Regions from separate parts of the Athene noctua genome. Here region 1 is linked to region 2. A link is a contact called in public Hi-C data. All regions are on one chromosome and are shown on one strand. Each heading gives the region's core, a stretch centred on a gene start, on an enhancer-like site or on the middle of the called end of the contact. The rest is flanking DNA. Distances are from core to core; before and after follow the strand shown. Region 1 holds the start of LOC141969589 (embryonic pepsinogen-like). Region 2 holds the start of STRIP1 (striatin interacting protein 1).

Evidence for each region. A called contact is a pair of places that touch in the nucleus more often than the background predicts.
Region 1: a Hi-C map of heart shows a contact between it and region 2, with 2.6 times the contacts expected there. The contact joins the promoter of LOC141969589 here to the promoter of STRIP1 in region 2. A contact is called at or near these places in 2 of 2 Hi-C or Micro-C datasets (heart and liver).

Annotation. Positions count from the first base shown.
Region 1 is chr23:3,676,346-3,680,540 of bAthNoc1.hap1.1, reverse strand. It overlaps LOC141969589 (embryonic pepsinogen-like), which reads right to left and starts at 2,132. Exons shown (of 9, transcript XM_074925523.1): 1 at 2,077-2,132; 2 at 1,578-1,740; 3 at 1,150-1,267; 4 at 557-675; 5 at 250-449. The coding sequence starts at 2,132.
Region 2 is chr23:3,506,849-3,510,700 of bAthNoc1.hap1.1, reverse strand. It overlaps STRIP1 (striatin interacting protein 1), which reads right to left and starts at 2,220. Exons shown (of 21, transcript XM_074925629.1): 1 at 2,063-2,220; 2 at 451-520; 3 at 90-164. The coding sequence starts at 2,188. It overlaps AHCYL1 (adenosylhomocysteinase like 1), which reads right to left. Exons shown (of 17, transcript XM_074925272.1): 17 at 2,895-3,852.

The DNA.
Region 1 (4,195 bases), core at 883-3,382, 170 kb before region 2:
AGCGCCTTGGCACCCAGAAAAGGGGGAAAAGGGAGCATGTGGCTGGAAACTAGAGAGGTTTCCCTGCAAGTCATAAGCTCCCCAGTGAGTCTGGTGGCCACCTGCTATGAGCCCCCCGGTCTTTGCATCTCGGGACAACAGCTGGATGGCAGCAGTGACAGCAGAGGAGCTGGAGCCACCAGCAAATGCAACGATCTGCATGAGCTTCGTCTGCTGCCTTCCCCAGCCCTTGAGACCCACATGGCTTACCGGGACAGATAGACTGAGAAGAGGTTCTCCTCCAGCAAGCTCTCATTCACCAAATTATCAAACACTGGTGTGATCCCATCAGCAGCCAGATTTGGGTAGCCCAAGCCCAGGATCCCATCAAATTTGACATGGACAAAAAACTGGCCGGGCTCGGTGGTGCTCAAGCCAAATTGCTGGTTGATGTCCACCAGAGATGCAAGCTAGGAACAAGGAGGGTGATGTAAGATATGGATCACTGCAATATCGATGTCAATCAGGTGGAGAAGGCACAAGGGACCCCCACTGGAAATGCCACCGTGACACTCACAGTGACGGTGTCGGAGCCCACGGTGCCCTCCATGGCGCCGGTGCCATACTGGATAGACAAGTTCTGCCCCGTTCTTTTGTAGGTGGAGGATTGCGATGGGTTAAACATCTGATGGTTTTCTAGAAGGTAAGTGGGAAAATCAGAAACGAAGACTTTCAGCAAGGCTAAGCTGTAAGGGAAGCGTGGGAGGAGGAACCCTGCTGAATTGCTGTTTAGACCTGCCATTTATTATCCTGCGTTATTTAGCTGTGAGCATTTGCTGTCCCTGCCCCTCCTCCAGCGACCAGGGATCTGCAGGAAATCCCATCATTCCCTTTGGACAGATGGGGAAACTGAGGCACTGAGCACTAAGCACATGACCCTGTGGAGTACAGCATGGAGTAGTTCCTACACTCCAAATACTCATCTCGCCAGTGCATTTCCCAGGTGCTACGGACCCGGCACCATGGGGTCTGCTCATTGCACTGCCTAGTGCCCCCTGGTCCCCTGGCAATGTCACCCCAACCTTTGGACTCAATTGTGCAGTTATAAGCCCAAGATATGCTGCTGGACCCAGCTGTGCCAAACGGGGAGCCCTGCCTGCCCCTACTTACGGCAAGCCGGGCTGGTGCAGGAGACGGAGGGAACCCAGAGGTTGGAGGAGCCGGTGTCGAAGACCACGGTGAAGTCCTGTGGTGGGGTGCCAATGGAGATGGCCCCATAGTACTCCATCTGTGGCGAAGCAGGACCAAGAGTTGCTTTTAAGGCATGAAAACAAACCTGGAACTTCCCCAGGCTTGCAACCTTCATGGTCCCCTTCTTCATGGAGACACCTTGCTCCTAGCAGAGCTGCTGGGGGCACATTTCAGTGTCCTGGCTCTGTCCAGAGCCACCAGCAGGGGCAAGAAGGGGCAAAGGATGTGAGCTGAAGGCTTTGGGGTAAAAGGATTTGGGTTTGGCCCATGCACAGCACAGACATGGGGATGGGCATCCCACAAACTCCCCCAGGGCTGTGCCGCTGGGGATCAAAGCCAATACTCACGTCAAGGGTGTTCAGCAGGGGCTCGGTGGCCACTTTGGTCCCGTTGGGAAAAGCATGTGGGAATTTGGTGCCAATGTCATAGTGGTGATGCTGGAAGAAGTGGTGCAGCAAAGCCTTCTCCCTGAGGACCTGTCTCAGCTTCTTCCCCCTTTCCAAGCGCAGCCTGGCACAAGCACCAAAGAAAAAATAAGTTAGATGGGATTCTGCTGCCTGCAGCTTCTGCAAGCAGCATTTGACACCTTCAATATTTGTGCTGATACAACAGCAGAAGCCCAGTGGACTCCCCCAAAACACTGAGTCAGGGATTTCTGCAAAACCTCAAAGCACCTCCAGAAACCAGATCCCTGCCAGGCACCCCCCCACGCCTCCTCTGCACCCCTGCAGCAGCTTTCCCAGACCTCAGCTCCCCTTCTCAAACCCATTAAAAGGCTCTGAGCTCTCATTTTCCCCCTTCAGTCTGACTCGGGTGGCCTGTGAGAGCAATGCTACAGCGACTTACTTGGTGATGCCCTGGGAGAGGGCAGAGGCAGCGCAGAGGAGCACGAGGAACCGCATTGTGCCGGGGCTACCAGGGCAAACACCCGGGGGTTTATATAGCCCCTGCGCACCCCACCTGCGGTACCAAGCGCCACCGGGACTGCTGCTGCCCCATCCCCTCCAGTGGGCACCCAGCCAAGGCAGGTGACACCCAGGCACTGAAGGACACGGCAAACATCAGCTAAATTCAAGGTGTCACCCGACAAGGTGGGGGGACACTCACACCGTGCTGACCATGGTACCCTAACACAGGCCCTGTGCTCCCCCTGTATCCCCCCTCCAAACCCTCCATCCTTCAGCACCCCAAATCCTTCACCACAACCAGGCACTGCCTGCGTGGGGGCATCATTTTGACTTTTCATTTTGGCATCCAAAGCCATTGTGCGCAGCAGGGGGACACCCCCTCCCCCCCTCCATGTATGGGTGTCTCTCCCAGCTGGGATGGGGAAGGGGGCCCCACGGGGTGCTGATATGTGCGTACACCCCGGGGAGGTGTGTGCCTGGGGTGTACGCACGTTTTGACACTCTGGTGCCCGCTGTTATCAGCAAAAACCAATTAGTACAGTGGGGTGCAAACAGGCTGCGGAAAGGTGACCCTGCAGCACGCTGACCCCTCTCAGTGTGGTTTGCCCAGCGATACGGGGACCATTAAAACCAGATTAAAACTCCTAATGAGTGCCCGCAGCGATAGTGGCTCCAGGCATCAGGTCGACTTTTGCAGGATGCAAAGAGGAGAGAGGGAAGGAGGCGGCTGTCGGAGGTGATGCTGAGCGATGCGGGATGAGGATCCTGGTTTTATTGGAGCATCATGGCCCAAGCCCCTACACCCCCTCCAGAGGCCTGAAACTTGGTGGCAGCTGCTGGTGTCTCTGCAGGACAATGGGTTTCTCTGATGACAGTGTGGAAAAGCCAACAAACCCTTTTTTTTTATTATTATTTTTTTCTTTATGGTTTGAATTTCCTAGCAGGGTTTCCACTATGTAGAAAGGATGCTGTGGGCAGAGCGACCCCATCCCTGTGCTGCTGGGACGGTCCCCTCCGCTGTGGGGGGGAAGGTGGGTTTCTGTGATGGGGCTGGGTCTTGTCATGGAGTAAAACACGAATTAATAATGATTTTTTTCAGTAGAGGGAAGGGAACCAGCTGAAATTGTCTGGTTAATTTGTACAGGAGTGGGAAGGGGCGGGGACGGGGCTATGGAGGCCAAAAAGGCAACAAGGCACAATCCCAATTTGGCCCCAGACATGAGTTTAAAGCTATTGGGATGAAGTGCAGAAACCTGGTGGGACCAAAAACCTCTGTCCAAACAAAAAAAATAATATAAATAAATAAAAATAATAAACCAAATACATTAATATATATATTAATATAAATATAAAGATAGCTAATATATACAACAAAGAATAGTAATGATGTTATTGTTATAATCTTAGTATAGTATATATGATATATAAGATGTGTGTTTAATAAAAATAATAAAAATAAATGACATTTATCTATTTAAATATTTTATATATATTTATATATAATAAAAATATCTAAAGCTCACAAAGTCCAGTAACCCTGCTAGTAGATAAGCAGCTTCTCCAAGGCTGCTGTCCCTGCTCAAGATGGGCGTCGCTGCAAGTTTCTGTAGAGAGAAATGTAGGGTGGGAGCAATAATTTGTACTTGGTGTAGAAGTGGGGATGGGCTTGATGTGTATTTTAGCGGGGGAATTGCACGATGCTGTTTGGTAACCACACAGGCAGTTGTTTCAGGTGTTGACTGGTCAGACCCGGGAGCATCACCGGGATGTGGTGCCGGGTCTGGGACCCCCCGGCCGTGGCCTGGCCGGGTCCCAGCCTGTGCTGGCTGGTGCAGCCGGACATGGTTCACCTTGGAGCCAGAACATCAAACAGCGAGCGGGGAAACGCAGGTGCAGGAGGACGAGAGGGGCACTTGGCACCGCGCCGTGGGGAGCAGCAGCTCCCGGGAAGCAAACAGCCCCCCGTGCCCCTGGTGATGAGGGTGTATTGACTTTTCCCCCTGTCCCTGTGGGAGGACGTGAGCTTTTGCTTTGTTGATTGTGCTTTTCCCCTGCAT
Region 2 (3,852 bases), core at 971-3,470:
CACTACACTAACACATCTATCCCCACGTCTCCTTCGGGAGATGACTGACCCTCCCTAGAGGGGTCAGAGGTCCAAGAGAAGGGTCTTACCGTGGATCCTAAAGTCCTCCTCAAAGCACTTGCGGTTGAGCAGGAACTCTGGCCCTTCTGTGTAGCTGTACAGCTCTGCCAAAAGAGCACAGAGGAGAATCTCTAACAACATGCACCAAGGTGCTGGAGAAAGCTGCAACCTGGCCATGTTAATTGTAATTCTATCTAAGATGAGGAAAATGCAAAACACACACCCAGAATAAGGCTAAAAAAAAAAATTGCATGATATCACTTCCCTTTTAACATGAATAAGGTGTTTAAAGACAATAATGGAGCAATACTGGAGCTGACAGCTCCTTTAAGCACTACCAGGAAAGAAAATCATGGCTGATTAATTGATCCATCAAGATGAGTCCCTTACCAGAGAGCTCTGCTGCCCACTTGTCGGTATCTGCATATTCAAACTCCAAGTCTGGGGACTCCGAATAACCCTGAAAGCAGAGGAAGAATTCAGTTAAATTACAGAGTTTTTTCAGGAAAACCAAAATCCCCCAAGACATTCACAATTCACCTCATGCTCCCGCGAATCCAGGATTATATCTTCTGTTTAAGAGACCAAAAATGTACCCGCAGCAGCGTAAACGTTACCAAGGCAACTCCTACCCACCTCCTGCATCTCCATCCCAGCTCCGCCGCATTGAGCCATGCTGCGCTTCGCTGGTGGGCAGCCCCTGCCACTGCACCACCTCTAAAACACTCCGGGAGCCCCAAAAGGCCAAAAAATAAAGCAGGAGACGGGGTGTATTTAATCTCAGGGTGGGAGAGACTTATGGTGGGACTAGGGAGCTCCCAGAGCTCACTCATTTTGTACAGATGTCTAAAAATTTGGGCTATCCCCCCAAAGGGATGCCAGCAGATGTGATTAGTGAAAATGAAACTCCAAGCAGCTTCGGTGAGCCTGGAAAAACATCCAGAAGGCTTACAGCCCAAAACATCTGCTTCCTTTAAGTAAGACATTGACGTGGATCCCCCAGCAAAACCCTCCCGAATCTCGGGGCACCTACTCCTGAGCGAGGGGCAGATCCAGGCCCCCAGATGCTTGACGGGTAGAAGGTTTGTGCTGCTCTGCAGGGCTGGGAGCCGTTTGCCAGCCCCCGAGGCTGCCGCAGCCCTCCTCACAGCCCTCTCCTGTCACTTCAGGGAGCGTCCCCCACCCTGGAGAGGATGCCCATGAAAGCCGATGGCTCTGAGTCACCCCAGGAATGAAACCGGGTTTGGGGGGCACGATGGAAAAGTCAAGGGATCCATCAGCTCCCCCCAGGCCCATACAACTCTGCTGATCCCCCACAGCTCAGGGGTCCCTGCCAGGACCTCGGTGTCTCTTTGGAGGGGTCGGTCACCTTCCGCCAGAGCCACCCCTGGACCGACCCGAGTCACCGGGACCCGTCAACCCAGCCCTCGCCGCGCAGGGCCGGTATTGACCGGCAAAACTGGAGAGAAGCCCCCGGCCCGGGCGGTGAGAGCCCAGAGCAGCCTGGAAGGAGAGTGACCGCTGTCGGGCCCATGTGGGGGGCTGGGACGGAGCCACCCTCATGCCCCTGACAGGACAAACCGACCCGGACTTGGGGAAGAGATGAACAGGAAACCGGCACCGACCCGAGCCCGGAACCGACCCAGGCGGGGCTCTGGGCAGAGCCGGTAACAAACGGGCCTGGCAGCGAGAGGTCTCTCGGCTCCGCAGAGCTGCTGCCGGCCCGCACAGCCGCCGGTTTTGGGCCCCAGGGGAACCGGCACCGAAGCACCGGCTCCTGGGGGAGCGGCCGGTCCAGGACCGGCCCGGGGGAAGGCGAAGCCCAAGCAGGGCGGGCAGCACCGCGCGGGTCAGGGCTGAAGAAGACGGCGGAGCCCACCGGCACCGCACGGGCAGGCCCCGGGCCCACGGCGGGGAGGACAACGCGGCCCGGCCCGGCCCGCCCCGCCCGGGAAGGCCGCCCCCACCCCGCAGAGCCGGGCCCGGCGGCAGCGGCGCTGACCTCGGAGTCCTTGCGCGGCGGGCGGCCCAGGTCACGGGCCTTGCCGGGCGGCGCCGCCCCGCCGCGGGGCTTGTTGTTGCCCGGGAGCGGCCCCGCGCCCCCAACGCCGCCGCCGCCCGGCTCCATGTCGGCCGCCCTCCACCGCGCCGAGCTCTCGCGAGGACTCACCCCTCCCTCTCGCGGGAGCGGCAGGGAGAGCCGGGGCAGCGCCGCCGCCATGTTGGGAGTGGCACCGCCGGGTGTGGAGGGGGTTGGCTCCCGCCGCTCGGGCCGCTGCGATGTGGCTCCGTCCGCCGGCCCCGCCGCGGCGGCCCCGTCACCGCCCAGCGCCGCCCGCCCCCGGCGGCCACGACCGGGGCGGCACCCGGCCGGCCGGCGAGCTCCGCCCCCGCGCGGCCATCTTAGGTGTGGCGCGCCGCGGGCCTCCGCCATGTCGGGAGCGGCACTTCCGCCTTCGCGGGGAGGCGGTGCCCGGCCGCCTGAGGCCGCCATGTTGGGAGTGGCAGGAAGAGGCCTGGAACAAGTGAAATGTTTAAATCAGGCGGCTTGGGGGGCTCAGACCCCAAAGAGAGCGAGTACTAGAGGGCTCAGAGGGGAGCCAGACCCCAACAGAAGGGCCTGATGGGGTTTAAACCCCAAGTGAAAGGGCCTTGAGGGGCTCTGAGGGCGTCAGACCCCAAAATCCAGGGCCTTGGTGAGGCCCAAAAAGCCCATCTGGAGGCAACCAAAGGCAGAGCCTAGGCCAGGGCTTAAATCTCAGAACGAACCCAGGGTCCCCAAGGGATTGTATGTGCTCAACTCTTCCAAATAAACTGCCCACAAGCAAAATCGCTTTGTTTTTCCTAATAGTTTAATTAGACTTTAATGATTTATTGCTCATCTGCAAGGATTAATATTGCATTCATTAAAAATCATTCATATACAAAATAAACCTCTCCCTCCCGGCCCGACGCTGCCACCGCCATCCCCGGGCTCCCCACCCCCCATGACATGGCTTATACAGAGATGGAGCCCTTAGGGTCAGACCTCGGCCTAACGTGGATGGGAAAGGGGGGGGACCATGACCCCCAAGCACAGGGGTCCCAGCGTGGGTCCCCTCACAGGGAAGGGGGATGCTCTCGCCCCCCTCTCCCCGCCCATCCCAGCTCACTGAGCCAGGCATTGAGTCCCTCACAAAGTTTAAGGGAGGGTAGAGGGGACCCTGCAAGGCAGGCGATCCCCAAAAATCTGTGGGGAGGGCAAGTGACCCAGCGACAGTCCAGGAAGAGACCGGGCAGGGTGAGAAAGAATAGTCTAAGGAGAAGGAGACTGAGGGGAAGAGAGGAGGGTGATTAAAGCCATGAGCACCCCTCCCACCTTCCTCCCATCCTCACAAAGGAGCTTTGCACCCCCTGGGAAACAGCAGCACCCCCAACCCTGCAAAGCCCCAGGGAGGGACCCAGCCAGGCAGCGCTAAAAAGGCAGCCCCAGTCCGTGGGAGGAGGTGACCAGAGGTGAAGGAGCAGCCCCAGTCACAGGTACACAACATCTCCATTATCTGTGTACCGGGAGATGCAGGCAGCGAGGGTCCTCCTTCCCTTCACACTCTGGCCTTGGCTGGGGGAAGAAAGAGGCAATTTGAGGAGGATAAAAAAAGCCAAGAGAAACCTCACTGGGTTGGAAGGAGCTTCCCCTGCCCTGGGACAAGCTGTAAGAGATGGAAAAGAGAAACAAGTCACCAGTGAGGACGGCAAAGGAGGATGAACCGATGAGAGTGGCTGAAACGCACTGCGAGAGGGCAGGGAAGGGCT